Linked DNA regions of Capsicum annuum: region 2 is linked to region 1. The links are chromatin contacts, called in public Hi-C maps. All regions are on one chromosome and are shown on one strand. The core of a region is the stretch at or near the end of the contact, and the rest is flanking DNA. Distances in the headings are between cores, read along the strand shown. Region 1 holds the start of LOC107843428 (CBL-interacting serine/threonine-protein kinase 14). Region 2 holds the start of LOC107843425 (cactin).

Region 1 (7,881 bases), core at 4,746-7,245:
TTATGCTAAACTCTAGAGAAAAAGAAAAATGTTTAGCATTTCTTTTTAGTTGCAAGCTATTCATATAGAATATTAAGCGTAGACAAATGAGAGCGTGCGCGTGTGTGTCTATCTATGTTGTGGCAGCGTCTTGAACTCTAGTTCAGCTTTCACGCACCTCGACTATCCCACAGGGTACCTACTACCTCTTACTAGCACATGTACCAACTAACTTAGCCCACAAAACATAGGCAGACAGAATGAAATCTCCTATGGATTTTGCCTCTACTAGGATCTGAATCCCGATTTCTTAGATTTTCATTCCACCTCATAGATTGCTATACTATGCCCTTGGGTCCCCTGGAGATATTTTTTTGAGCTCTGTTGGTAACTGAAATGACTATATAACTTGTTATACCTCAAAATGTCATTTATAGTTACTGGTTCGAATTTGGAAGGTCGGACATTTCATTTCATTTACGTTCCTTATAAAAAATGTCATTAACCCATAGATGTGTATGCAGACAGTAAGTAGTTGTTTGTTTACCTTATTTTTTTTTAAGTAAATTTGGCAAGTGATAATATGTGTTGGTTATGTGACACAATATTTTCACTTCGAATTTCTTGAGTAAACTCATTTGCTTCTCTTATACTTACAGTTAGACATACTTGAGTTGCTCCTGAAGGCATGTGGATCTGTTGAGAAATATGCTAATAAGGTAAATTACCCTCCGAAACTAATCTTATTGTCATTACTGTACCTTAATGCCTGTTCATGGCTTCATGCTTCTCAAATTCTATCTCTGATAGCTCTATTGTTGTAAGTTCTAAACAGCTATTGTACTTGTTTTGGACCTTTTGGTGTACTTAAATAACTTCTGCAATCCGATGTGTCAACTCACAATCCTAAACTCTCAGAAGAAATGAAATGCTTGATGACAATTAATGTTTCTTCCTAATTAAGGAGCTAGTTTGCAAAAGATTTCTAGTGATCCATTTTATTTTACTTTACTTTTTAGACATGTAATACTTGATCACAAGTGTTAATTGCTCTCTAAAAGTGATTGCAATATAGAAAACTATTTAAGTACTTGATTAGTATGTCGAAGTATACAAGGGTTTTCGCTAGCTGTACTAATGTTTCTTTTCTTCCTCTTGTCTCAATGACTTTCTGTTTGTGCCTCGTGAATTTCTGCAGTGCAAGAAAATGGTCTTTGAATATGCACCAGTGATCCTCATTAACGCAGAGCATTTTCTGGAGAAAAATGATGTGTGTACTATTTTGCATGTCTGTCAGCCTGCTGTTGGTATAGAGGAAGCATTGCCAAAGACACAAAGTTCACTGCATTCTGCCTCTTAAGTGGAGATAGGCTGTTGAGCTTGCTTGGTATGTGTTGTATGTATACAAACAATTGGATTATCGTCTTTCAGTTTGTGCCTCATTTGTGTATAATGTGTAAATTGAAGTGCAAACTTCATCTCTTGTTTATATACAATGATGTTTATGGGAAAAGCTCGATAAATAAAAGATACGACATTCTTGATTGCTATGGGCACTTTGATTGGATTGTATTTGGTTGAAAAATCTGAATGCAAGAAGTTATGAGATGTTTAATACTGTTTGCTTAGTCAAGTTGAGTCAATTAAGGTAACTTTTTGGCCCCAAATTGATTGATTATGTACTTGCTCTCTTTCAAGAGAAGGGGATAGAACGTTACAATGTCTCCATGTTGTCAAAAAAGCTGTTGTCAGCAGAAAAGATGGCTGAGATGGTGCAGTAGGTGAGGGATCGATTTCCTTGCCAACTTCTTCTCAGTCGAACTCGTAGCATCGGGTTTGCCTAGTGTGATTTACATCTCTTGTAAAGGTTACGAGTTATTGCATAGGAGAGGATTTACTCAATGAGCAAGTGAGACACACCGGCTGGAGATTTTCCTGAGGTTCTTAAAAAGAAAACCCTCGTAATTTTCTAATGAAGAATGTTGGATTTAAGCATCAACCTTTTTGTAAATTTTAGACACGTCAAACTTCGAAAAATAAAGAACTGTTCTGATTAAATATTTCGTATCAAAACATAAATCTAATTTGGTGAAAGTACTTTAAGACATTCATACTTGTTCCGATTTTTATACTCCACAACTAAAGATTATTTTATTTAAATTTCAAATGTTTGATGCGTACTGGGCCAGTTGGTGGAGATGTTCCCTGCAAGATTTCAACTCATGCTGGCTTTCTACTTATTCTATTTGTTACGGGATGCGATAAACTCTTGGGAACAAATTGTTAGTTACTTTTTTTTTTCTGAGGGGAGTTGGGGGTTTGGGGGTGGGGTGGGTGGGTGGGGGTTGGCAGAATATTAGTAAAATATAATGCAAGTTGTAGTTCGATAAATAAAACGAAGGAGGTTTTTGTAAAATCATTTTCTGATTATAGTATTCGATTTCATTATATGCGTTTGGGACAATCAAATCACATATCCTAGAAAGGAGAACTAACCCCAAGGATCCACCTCAATTCAAATTGCAAGTTGAATGCGACACATTTGGTTATACTTCAACAACATACCAGTCCCACAAATGAGGTCTGAGGAGGGTAGAGCATACGCATACATTATTACTACTTCAGAGAGGTAGAGAGGTTGCTTCCGAAAGACCCTTGGCTCAAGTGTAGAATCTAGGTACAAAATTTGGTTATGAATCTCATAATTCATTGTCTCTAGATAAAATTTTCTTAGATCTCCCGATTTAGTTGACATGAAAATTACAAATTTAGTTATTTTTATTTCTAAGTTCAATCTATTTTGTTCTTGATATAAAAATAAAGAAAGATCTTTCAAATTCAAACTAAATTTTGGTTATGTCGGTTCAAATTAATATACTTTTAGGAGGTTTTCTGCATTTTTCCACTGACAAATAATTTGAAAAATCTGAACTTTTTTAGATAGGTTGAGTCGAATAGTAGTGATACAAAACACTTCTTTTGACACTGCAAACTCATAATATTAGATTCTAACGTGAATTTCTGACCACATTCTTCACAACACTCACTTATATCTTCCTTACAACGTTATGAAGGAAAGAGCCGAGAAGATATTATACGCCTCTACATCAAGTATTGAGTAGATATCACACAATAACTATCCTACACTCTCACATAAAACCAAACAATTTCATAGCAACTTTCACTTATCATTAATATCCTGTTTGGCCAAACTTACAAAATCAACTTATTTTGAGAAGTGTTTCTTAAAAAAGTACTTAAGCAGTTTGTGTTTGGCCAATAAATTAAAAAAAGTACTTTTAAGCAACAATTAGTATTTGACCAAACTTTTAAAAGTGCTTTTAAGTTATTTTTCTCAAAAGTTCTTTTTTTAAAATTGTTTTTAGGAAGAAGCTACCTTTTTTAGCTTATGAAAACTGTTTCTGCTACTCCTTAAAAACACTTATTTTCTCCCAAAAGCTTGGTCAAACATTTCAATTTTTTAAAATAAGCACTTCTTAAAAAAAAAAAAAAAAAGATAAGCACTATTTTGAGGAAAAAAAGTTTGGCCAAACGGGCTATAAGAAAGTTAAAATAGGAAAAAAGCAAATCCTTCTCCATCCTATTTCCAACTATCCAGAAAAGAATATTCCTATTGAAATCCATGATCTCAATAATCATTTTACTTTGAAAAATGAGATTATTAGCAAATTGGAGTTAACAGGCCAAGAAAAATTATATACATAACCCAGTATTTTTACTATGTTTGCAGAGAGTACAAAAATACAATACAATACTATGATATGTATTGTATACATTATGCTTAATAACTCTTCACATAATAATAGGTGTAAAACAGGTTTTGCCAAACCTGACTTGGTAGTTGAATTCATATTTGCAAAAATGTAGTAAGTTCTTCTCTTCTTGCTCCGATATGTGCAGAAACTAGTCCGAACATCATCATCATCGTCTCGATACACATTCATCAAAGTACTCAACAACAGTCATATCCTTTTTCCCTTTCAATTTTAGTCGGTCGAGTAGCTTCAAATAACTCATCGTGCCTTTTGCAATATCAACACATTTTGTGCCAATAGAGAATGCAGGCAAACTCGAGAACAAAGGAATAACTCCTGCCGCAATTACGTGCGTAGACATTTCTCAGGGTATTCAACAACTAGAGCCATATCCCTTTCTCCTTTTAAGCTCTAGTCAGTCGAGCAGCTAATTCCAACGTAATGAACTCATTCCTGCCACATAGAAATCTCTTTAGCAGGGGGCGTTCCCTAAATACCGAGAGAATGCAGGCAAATTAGAGAACAAAAGAGTGACTCCTGTCCCTAAACAAAGCATCAGTTAGCTTATGCTCCTAGCTGAAGTCAAGAGATTTCGAAATCTCTTTTTCCTGTGCTATCAAAAATAACAAATAGCACCCAGTCCGAATTCTATAATAGAGAACGCTATAATAACATTTGGGCCATCGAGAGAGGTGAAATTTACCTCTTTAGCTACCGGGAACCTGTCCAGCCCATCCTATACTGTTCCGTTCATAAAAAGAATTCACTTAACTCTGGCTTAAATTTCTGTTTCCATATTTCTCTATCAGGTCCAACACCAATCTCATTTCTTTTAACTTCTACAATCACCACTTTCTCCGTTAACTGGTTGATCTCCGTTACTAAAACAAATTTCCCATTTCGCCCTTCAACTCTCACGTCTGCGCCATTTTTTCCAGTAACTCTCATCCCTTCCGCCTTCGCCACCTCTTCAATCCTCTGCGTTATTCTCTCTGGTGACGCTGCTGAAACAAATCTCTCAACATCCACAGTGTCTTTACCTCCTAAACACTTCAACAATCCAGACAGATTAACACCTGAGGATAATGAGATAATATGAAACGCGTTGAGAAATTTGCCATCGCGATTTACATCCGATCCATTTTTTAGCTCAAATTCATCACCTAGATGCGATTTCACCTCTTTGTAACCCTTCTTAAACCACGGATCATTTCTAATCTCTTCAATGGATATTCGAGTCTCAGGATTCGTGTCAAGGAGACGAGTCAGCAACATTTTCAATCCGAGTGAGGTCCATTTAGGGCAACGAAACTCGCCTTTGTAAATCTTCCTGTACATCGTCATTAAATTTGAATCGGTAAATGGTAAATAACCTGCATTCAGCACAAAAAGTATGATCCCGCAGGACCATAAATCGACTTTAGCTCCACTGTATCCCTTCTTCTCGAGGATTTCAGGAGCAACGTAAGCTGGAGTACCACAAAGCGTATGGAGAGATCCATCGGGTCGGATCTGATCTGTTACTGCACTCAACCCGAAATCGGTAACCTTGAGATCCCAATTTTCATCTAACAGCAGATTCTCCAGTTTCAGATCACGGTGATATACACCACGAGAATGACAATAATCAACGGCGGAGATCAATTGTTGAAAATATCGACGGCTGAGATCTTCGCTAAATCTACCTTTGGTTACCTTAGTGAACAGCTCTCCACCTTTCGCAAATTCCATAACGTAATAGATCTTCGTCTTCGTTGCAAGAACTTCATGAAGGCGCACGATATGAGGATGACGCAACCTGCGCATAATAGAAATCTCTCTCTTAACATGCTCCGTAAATCCACCTTTCAATACCTTCTGCTTGCTTATCGTTTTGATGGCGACGCTTTGTCTCGTTCTAATGTCCCTAGCATGATAAACCTTCGCAAATGCGCCGCATCCGAGGAGTTTTCCGACTTCATATTTACCGAAAAGGTTCAGCTTAAAATCTCCGGTAGTAGATCCGGCGGAGGTTCCGGCGGTGGTTATGGTGGCGGATGATGATGAACTGCTTTCGCTACGTAAGATCTCTGGCATTACTAGTAGCAAATTCCTCGGGATGTTTTTCTTCGTTTTGCATCAAATTGGTGTATGACGAGAAATATGAAGAAGCATAAAGCTTCAATTTGAATGATTTCCAGAAGAATCGTAATAGCAGCTATTACGCAAGAAGAGAGAAGATTCTAAATGGGGATTGGTCCAGGAAGGTACGTATAGTGTGAATTTTGATGCCCTCAATTTCTACATTTTTTTTTGTATAAAATACTTTTAAGTTTTTATTTATGAAGTCACTATTAAAGTTTTTTTTGTCAGAATTCATTATTAAAATTCAGAAGTTTAAATTTCTATATTTTAATTGGTAACATAAATTGGGGGAGAGTTGTAATTCTATATAATCATTACTTGCTTCATATTTAATTTGACATACTTCTCAAAAAATAATACTCACTTAGTAAATACTCCCTCCGTTTCGAAATAAGTGAATTGTTGGAATATTTATTGATATTTCAAAATAAGTGAATCATTGAATTTTTTTTCAAATTTACCCTTATGATTTGAGTACCAATTAACTTTTGAAAAGGTATTACAAGGCCAATTCTTTCTTTTTTTGAGATAAAAATGAAAAGTTATGTTAAATTTATGTCTATAATGTTTTTTCCTTAATATGTGTGTCAAAATTCAACAATTCATTTATTATGAAACGGAGGGAGTAAAAGAATTATTTATTATATTGCCTTTGTTAATTATAAATAATTTAAAAATTAGAACTGAATATTGGTTAACCACATAAATAAAATAAATATAAAATAATAAATTATCTCATGTTTTCTAAAATTTGATAAATAAAGTTATACAATTATTTTTTATATGCCGGATAAATAGAAATGGATAAAAAGATCATAAATTTAAATTGTGAAAATAAACTTTTGACAAAATTATTAGATAATGCTGATATATAATAGATTTGGCAAAAATTTTAATACATTAAAATGTAAAAATGTACAAAGAAAGTATTAATTTGATGGGTCAACGCGGAAAGGTTTGATACTTTTTTTGTTAAAAAAAGGATTGGAGGAGAAAAATTATAGGTAGGCGAGAATGGGCAATGGGTACCGACGTGTTCAAATTACCCACGTTACTCATTTTATTTTAGTTGGAACAAAAAATAAAGACAAGTTAAAAGACGATGTTCTGCCAACTGCAGATCTAACAAACACAAATTAATTGCTTATCACATCGATCATGAGGTGTTAACAGAAATGATTAAACTAGAAAGTTCTAAATAAATGTAATAAATAGAGGGACTTAATAGCTATTGTACTACTTTGTGATAAATGTCTGGTGTGAAAATATTTTTCACCCTCAACTTTATTTTAAAAATCAAACTTGGTTTTTTATTTTAAGTAATAAGCACACTTCCTTCTTTTACTTTGATAATATTTATTTTAACATAGATATTTACAATATCTTCTTATATTATACATTATTTATTTTAATCAAATATTTATATATTTTTATTTAATTCCTTTAGTATTATAAGTAGAATAACTTTTTTAATGAACTTGTCACAAAAGCTAATACTACTTTTTATGATTATTATTTTATCGAGATAACACACAAGTATTTTCGGTCCCCCCCCTCCTCCAACTATATCCAAAGTTATTATGACACACTTAAATTTTGACGGGTGTCCTATTACCTCATAAATGCATTTTTTTGATTTTGTGTTCCTTTTTGCTGACGCGACGATTTAAGTATTCGATTTTTTTGGTACTCGTTTTGTGCTGACTTGGACAAAAAAGGTACAAAAATATTTCGATACTTGACAGTCAGGTCAACAAAGAGAAGCACAAAATACAGAAAAAATGAGTTTAGGTAGTAATAGGCCCTCTTAAAGTTTACGTGTGTCATAGCAACTTCAGGTGTTGTTTAGGAATACCTTGTAAGTTGTACCTTATCTCTTATTTTTCATACTTTAAGAGTGTGTGTATATATATCAATCAATGCTACCTTAAAAACACTAACTTAAAAATTTAAAAGTGAATTACTAAAATATCCTTCAAAAATCTAAATTATATAGGCAAAA
Region 2 (7,881 bases), core at 1,717-4,216, 280 kb before region 1:
CTTTGAAAATTAAGCCATGGCTGAAACTTGTTGAGTGGATGGAAATACAAAATACCACACTATATATAGCACAAACCTCAACTAATTGGTGGAAGCCTGGGAAGCTGTGACACCAATTATTCATCAAAAGAGAACAAAAGAAGTGCAACATATGTGCTGTGCAAATATATTAACTCAATATGATTCACCACATTACAAACACCTAATTTTTAAACACTCCAGTGCCAAAAATAAAAAGGGGTCTAAGCAATTGTAAATTCTGAAGGTTCATCTCAAGCAAGACATTCATATCTCTCTTGATTTACCAGGCTGCAGCTCAAACTATTGGAGGAAATGGAATCATTTGTTTACTGTAAGTTACTACGCAAACGAATACAAGGAAGACTGAAAAGGCTAACCTTAAGCTTGTCAGCCAACAGTTCACTTCAGCAATTAGCATAAGTTAATCAGAAGAGCTCTCAGATCTGTATCACACTTTATAGCAAGTTCTCAAAATTCTTCATTCATGAATGAACATCACATACAAGCTTGGCGTAGCAAATACATAAACAAGAAAATAATAAAATGCTGAACTTTGCAACAAACCATGTGCTTCGGAAACCTCTTCAACGACGGTATCTGTAACGTTTGAAGTTAAAGTACAAATGCAGAATCCCTCGGTCGAATATGCACTTGAACCCCTTTTTATGAGAGTACTCCCATTCTCTGTTAACAATTCGGAAAGCTATATCCTCATAAGGAGGGCCAGCATGGAATTTTATGATGCAAGTATCAGCACTATCTCCATCCTTCTCTATGACATAAGTTGGAGCTCTTGCTTTGTCAACAAGATCAGGATAAAAGATATTGAATTTGTATCCCTGCACAATCTTTGGAGGTGGATTGTCATGATCATAATGAGTTTGATTATACTTGTTCCATTCATAACCAGTATGAACACGATTGAAATACTTCGGCTTCCTTGGCCTATACTTGTCGTGCCACCAGTACACCTGTGAATCAAGATTAATTTCGTCGTTTGATCCAAACACTGCATCCCCTTCCTCCATTGCTCCCATAGTCTTGAAAGCTTTCTTCTCAAAGTTGTCTTCCGCAGGAGTTGGTGGCAAAATCTTATCTTGGGCACGTCTCTCTTCCAAAACAGCCATACGTTTCCTCTCGAGTATTGCCCTGTCCTCTTCAGGATCAACTGCTTCTTCTTTATCATCCCCGTGCATTAACACAGGCGAATAAGAACCCACATCTTCATCATCATCATCTTCCTCCGCCTCCTCCACCTCGTTCTCCTTCACCTCCTCATTCAAGAAAGGTTCCGGAGACATGGCTTGAGCATCATTTAGCTCACGATCCACGTCTTCCTCATCAGTCTTCAATGTCTCTTCCACCTCTACATCACGACTCTCCAATGGTTTCTCAAGATGCTCAAGATGTTTACGCAACATTTTCGCATGAATTTCCCTCAAACAAGCCTTCGCCTTGTAAATCTGAAGCCGTTTAAGAATAGCTTCCCAATACTCCACCACTTTAGCAGTACCAGACCGCATCTGCGACTCAATTTGCGACTGCAATGCTTCCAACTCACCATAACCTTTCCCCTGCAGCAACGACTTAACATCCGTCTCAATACTCGAATGCAAACCCCTCTCTTCCACAGCCAACTCAGGCGGTAATTCCTCTCCACGCACTCGCGCTTTATCCATTGCTTCTCTCTTCCTAGCTTCCGCCAATTCCCAATTACAAACCACCAAAAGCGCCTCCCAGTACTGTATATGCAACGGCGTTTCCCTATCCAAATCAATATGCAATTTAATATCTTCCTGAAGTTCCTTCATTTCCTTTATACCTAAACCCCTAAACACCACATAAGGCTCATCAATCTCCACGTCGAAATCTCCAGAAGGTTCTAATTGCTTAATAAGCACATCAATAGGCTTAACACGACCTTGACGAAGCCGAATTTCAGTACGAACTTTACTCTGATCGAAATGAAACTCCTCTTCCTTCTTTTCCCAATCCTGAAACTCCGCCCGAGCTCGTTCTCGAGCAAGCATTTGTAATTCTTCTTCCCTTTGTGCTTTTTCAATCGCTCTTTCTTCTCTCCGTTTTTTCACCTTTTCGATTTCCGCCATACGTTCTCGTTGCCGTTGTTTCTCTGCCTTCATTGAGAATGTATCCAGCGGCACGCCGCGAGTAACATCGCGTTCGATTTTCTTCCGCCATACGAAATTTTCATTTAAATTTGAATCTCCGAATGGATTTGAATCGTTTGAGTAACCTGAAACTTTCTGCGTTTTCAACTTCTTTGCTACTTTCGCTGCTTTCTTCTGTGCTTTCTTCGCCATGTATAAAGCAATTTCTTCTTCAGTAATTTTCTTCTTCTTCTTCTTATTTCGCTCGTCGGAACTACTACTCTCTTCCTCGGAGTAATTTCTAGGTCTTCGACTTTTGCTTCCGCTTGAACGGCGGCTAAGGCTACGGCTACGGCTGCTTGTCGGCGGAGACGAGTCGGATCCGGAATCAGTGCAAGAAACTGAATCGGAGTCTGAGGCGGATTCATCGGAAGATCGGCGTCGGCATTTGCCGGATTTGGACGCCGACTTACCCTTACTGCTACGGTTGCCGGAACCCATTGCGATGGCGGTGGCGGCGGAATTGCTGTGAGATATCCGATGATCCGATTGGCGATGAAAATAGATGTGGGCTTTTGTAAAGGGCAAAAAGGTACGAGTATACTGATATCATAGGCCCATAAATTCTTACAAATTGTATTTGGAATTTAAATTCGAAGAAAAATATTTTATTTATAAGCTCAAATCAATGAATCATTTCTGTATTAAATAATTAAAGACTAAAAACTAAAGTACCAAAAGGGCAACCAAAATAAGAAGTGTTATTTTCTTTATTAACTATCTTCGGTCTGTATATTACAAAGTGGGCAAAGGTCTATATATATATATATATATATTTTTCAATATGATGAGCGGATTGTTCTATTCTTAATTAGCGATTTCGAATTCAAACTCTGATATATAAAGAAAATCCAAAAATGAGTTCTACAGTGCGTGTGTTTTGAATTAATCAGTGCTTCAATATGAATATTCAAACATAGTGGGGGAGCCATGATTTTTCACCAAAGAGTTCACAAGTGAACATACAAACTAATTGAAGATGATTCGACATCTAGTAAATATACATAAAAAATAATTTTAATCATATATATATTATAATTTTTTATCAAAGAGGGTTTGAATGACCCCAATCCTACATGTAGCTCACTTCCTACCCAAACATTGAGTAAAAAACTTAAAAAAAAAAAAAAAATCGTCAAAAATAAATGGCACACTACACATACAATATTACGTGGAAGACTACAAGCGGTAGCACTTCTTGAGGCCCAAGTAAATACTTGACTATTATTTCTACTTGAAGCTCAAGTAAATTACTTGGCCATTACTTCAAGTCATGGTTATCCATATATTACATAATATTCTGCTTGATTTTCTTATTTTTTTCTCACAATAGAAAATAAGTAATATATCATAATCTACATTATAATTTATATCTAATTTATCTATATCCATACTATATTAAAAGTGTAAAGGGTTTTAGAAATATCGTTTAAATTTTTCTCCTTTATTAAAAATCTTTGTTTTAGACAAAATCGTCTTTTCACTATTTTTCTAATATTTAAGAGTTAAAAATTACTTAAATATATTTATGATAAAATCTTTTCTTATTATCGTCTTTTTACTGTTTTACTAATACTAGTTTAGGTGTACGCGCTTTATGCGTGTACCTCACTTTAATGAGTTCAAACATTACACTAAATAGTATATTTATTTAAATAATAAAGATGGATATAATAATTAAATTTAATATCTTTTGAGTATGTGAAAATGGAGAATTTATTTATTAAATCTAATTTTTATCAAAAATATTTTTAAAAGCCGATCGACATTCATCTACCATCTGTAAATTGCAACAAAATAATACAATGATAAAGACATCAAAATAATACAATTAAATCTGATCTTTATACACAATTTTTTTTCAAAGTCGTCTGACACTCATCTACCACCTGTAAACAATAATAAAATAATACGATAATAGAAATATCAAAATAATACAACTAAACCTAACATTTAAAAAAAAAATTCTCAAAGCCGACCAACATTTATCTATCACTTGTAAATTACAACAAAATAATACAATAAAAGTGATATCAAAACAATACAATTAAACTTAAATTTTACACATAAAAAATTCTCAAAGCCGATCGAGATTCATCTACCAATTGTAAACTACCACAAATTAACAAACTAATAGAGATATTAAGATAATACAATTAAACCTAACATTTACCTAAAAAAAATAATTCAAAGCTCACCCATATCCATCTAGCATCTGTAAATTAAAATAAAACAATAAGAGAATAAAGATATCAAAATAATACAATTAAATCTAACCTTAGTGATCACAAAGCTTCGATTTTGATTCAACTAATTCTTATCTGAGCGAAAATTTTGATCCTAAAGAATGATTTTAAATGAAAACAAAGAAGATATATGTATATGTATATATATATATACACACACATGTTAAATTATATTATGCTGACAAAAACAGTGAGAGGTTGAGGATAAGAAAATCAAGCATCCACCAATCTAGACATGCAATCGAATCAAGTTAGATGAGAATCAACCATATTCTCCCAATAGGCAAACCGGTTTGTTCTCTAGTTTAACGTACATCTCAATATTTATAGAAGTATTTTCTTAATATAGTCCTATTTTAGGAGTATTTTTCTAATTGAACAGTAGAAAGTAAAATATTAATTAATTCTCCTACTATATATTTTAGGAGTCCCATATATTTTAGGAAGTCTAGTCGAAAGAAAAATATTAATTAATTATCCTATCATATATTTTGGGAGTCTCATATATTTTTAGGAAACCTAGTTAATATAATAAAAAATAATTAAATAATAAATTTAAAAAATAATGAAAAGACAATTTTGCCTAAAGAAAGTCTTTTAATGAAGGACAAAAAGTTCAAATCACTTTTTTAAGGATTTCACACTTTTAATATATTATAGATATAGATTATAGATTAAGAGTTAAAAATTAATTAAATATATTTATGGTAAAACTTTTTCTTATTAAAAGTCGTCAGAATTAATGACAACTAAATACATGTTTTCATTAGTTTAAGAATTATATATCAACTAAATTTGATTTTAAAAAGATTTGAAAAATCTTGAAATAAATATAAAAGCGTTAGAACAAGAAAAATTTAAGAAGTACCAAAATTTTAAAAGTTTTAAGTACGTAATCAATAATTTTGTAAAGATTTGACTTTAAAAATAATGAAAGATTTTACATATTGAAAAAAAAAAAGAGAAAAATAATCGTACTACAAATATGGTTCAAATTTATGTGTCTCTCTTAATCTCTAGCAACAAGGGAAAGAGCTACAACATGACAAATGTAAAAGGTGATAATTCATCAACCACTTGAAACTTGTGATGGTAAAATATACATATGCTCACATTAAAATATATGTTTCCGTTTACATTATTATGCTAAAGTGTAAAGAATCTTTGAAAAGTGATTTAAACTTTTGCACTTCATTAAAAATCCTCGCAACAGATAAAATCATTTAATTTTAAATAATTAAACATTACATGTGCGAGGAACGTACAGTTAAACTAGGAATATATTAAAAATGTGAGGGTCCTTAGAAATATTATTTGAATTTTTTGTCATTCATTAAAAATCTCCGCTTTAGATAAAATCGTCTTTTCACTATTTTTTTATTATTTTTATAATATTAAATATTGATTATAATAAAAAATAAAAATCTTTACAAAAAATCGGCTAACTTTTTAAGGTTCAAATAAATTTGACAAAGACCTTTCCTAACTAAAATAGGACCAACAATTCCACGTCAAAAATTATGGCAAAATCTTAACAACAACACCTTTCCCAATTAAAATAGATTTGGTAAAAAAAAAACACCAAAAATAAGATATACTAGCACCTAGAAAAATTTAGCTAAAAGACCTACCTCAAATAAAATAAGTTTTTATGTAGCTTTCTCAATTTTTATAAAAAAAAAAATTCAGGCTAATCATATATTTTTTTCTCCATCGAAAGTTTTGTTTCAGTTTTCAATTTCATGGTTTATTCATCATTTAACTTAGCTTATAATTTTCTTGCTTACAGATTTTTTTGTTTTAGCCTTTGAGATTTTATATCAATCAGCGGACATCCAACATATTAGGCGGCCAGGTATTCTTTTTTAGCATTCAACTAAATAATTGAATGAATTAAAATTGATAGAAGCAATATAGTGTCACGATCCGAACCAGGGCCTAGACGTAATGGGCATCCCAAGTCCAACCAGGACTGAGGACCGCCCGCTGTTACCCAACCCAACCTCTTTATACAGTCTTTTATGGGCTGAATTTCGAGCATATAACAAGATAGCGTAAATGCTTTAATGAAGACTTTGGGATAGGGTCACAACCGTGATCGACCCAACCGAGTCCAACCGTACCAAGCCAACCGTCCAACCAGACCAAGCTAAACCAAAGGCCATTAACCAGGACATAACCAAATGGATACCAAAACATATAATGATAATCAATCCCAAAATATAATACGATGGAACAGTGAGAAATCCTGCTGATAAGAATCGAGTTACGTTAATAACCTAAAAAATAATGCGGAAGCGAAAATACTAGGATTAAAGGTAAAAAATTAAAGATAGGCAAAATTGGAGAATAAAATCCCCAATTTCGAGGTTAAGTGCTAAGAACCCTACTTGGTCTTAGTATTCAAAATTAGCAGATTAAAACTAATTATGATATTAATACAGTCAATTCAAGAACTTAGATCAAAAGTGATCTAGACCCCTATTTCAAAGAAACTAAAGACAATAATTAGTATAAGACTAATCACCTTCTTTAATTAACTTTAATAGAAACCAAAGATATCAAATTAAGAATTAATCTTACCTCCTAAAGAATCATTCTTATAGGGTTGCAAGATAAATCTCAAGTAGCCACACACAAAGGTGTAAATAAGAGAAACTTTTAATTAATAATAATATTGTTTGATTGAAAATAATAAAATTCATCCCTATATATAAGAAAAAAACTATCCCAAAAGCATGGGATTGAAATTTACCTTTATCAAATCTAACTATGACTAGGAAAAAGCTATCCCAAATAGCATGGGATTAGGATCTACTATTATGGAAATAATAAATAAAATCCTACTAGGACTAGGAAAACATGTAAAAATAATACCAAAACTTCTCTCCTAAGAAAATAAGAAAAAGTTTCCAAATTTACTCACAACCCATATGGGCTCAATCTTCTTCCTTTTGGGCTTGGACTTGAATCATGAAATATGTGTAGCACTTTGCTAATTCTTCTCCATAATTCTTGAACTCGTTCTTGGGCTCTTCTTCCATCATAAGCATCTTCTTGATTTCATTGAAGCCCGTCAATCTTAATGCAAGTGGAACATCCTGGATGCTATCACCTGCGATGTGGTGTCAGTCCATCAGCCTATTCCAATGTCAAGGCCGACACCAATATCGATTCCGTCCATACCAACCCTCAAAAGTAACACAAAGCATCTAACCAAAAGAGTAAAAATATCCGGTTAGGACATGCCCCCAACCATGGCCAAAACCAATATCCAAAATAAAATCAAAGTGTCCAAAGATGTCCATAACATGAAATAGAGCCTTCCGAACGGATGAAAGCTCACCACTTCAATTCAAATGTTGATCCCCGAGTCAACCACTATGTAGGAAGAGTAGAACGGCTGGTTCCTACATAGCGTGGGTATTCAACCGCCAGTAAATGGG

Evidence for each region. A called contact is a pair of places that touch in the nucleus more often than the background predicts.
Region 2: a Hi-C map of bud shows a contact between it and region 1, with 3 times the contacts expected there. The contact joins the promoter of LOC107843425 here to the promoter of LOC107843428 in region 1. A contact is called at or near these places in 3 of 5 Hi-C or Micro-C datasets (bud, leaf and placenta).

The regions. Positions count from the first base shown.
Region 1 is chr10:183,624,710-183,632,590 of UCD10Xv1.1, reverse strand. It overlaps LOC107843428 (CBL-interacting serine/threonine-protein kinase 14), which reads right to left and starts at 5,995. Exons shown (of 2, transcript XM_016687724.2): 1 at 4,459-5,995; 2 at 3,682-4,208. The coding sequence starts at 5,831. The coding sequence ends at 4,506. It overlaps LOC124888159 (a long non-coding RNA gene), which reads left to right and starts at 5,872. Exons shown (of 2, transcript XR_007046272.1): 1 at 5,872-6,001. It overlaps LOC107843427 (prosaposin), which reads left to right. Exons shown (of 6, transcript XM_016687723.2): 5 at 639-698; 6 at 1,178-1,529. The coding sequence ends at 1,339.
Region 2 is chr10:183,900,916-183,908,796 of UCD10Xv1.1, reverse strand. It overlaps LOC107843425 (cactin), which reads right to left and starts at 2,966. Exons shown (of 1, transcript XM_016687720.2): 1 at 476-2,966. The coding sequence starts at 2,630. The coding sequence ends at 606.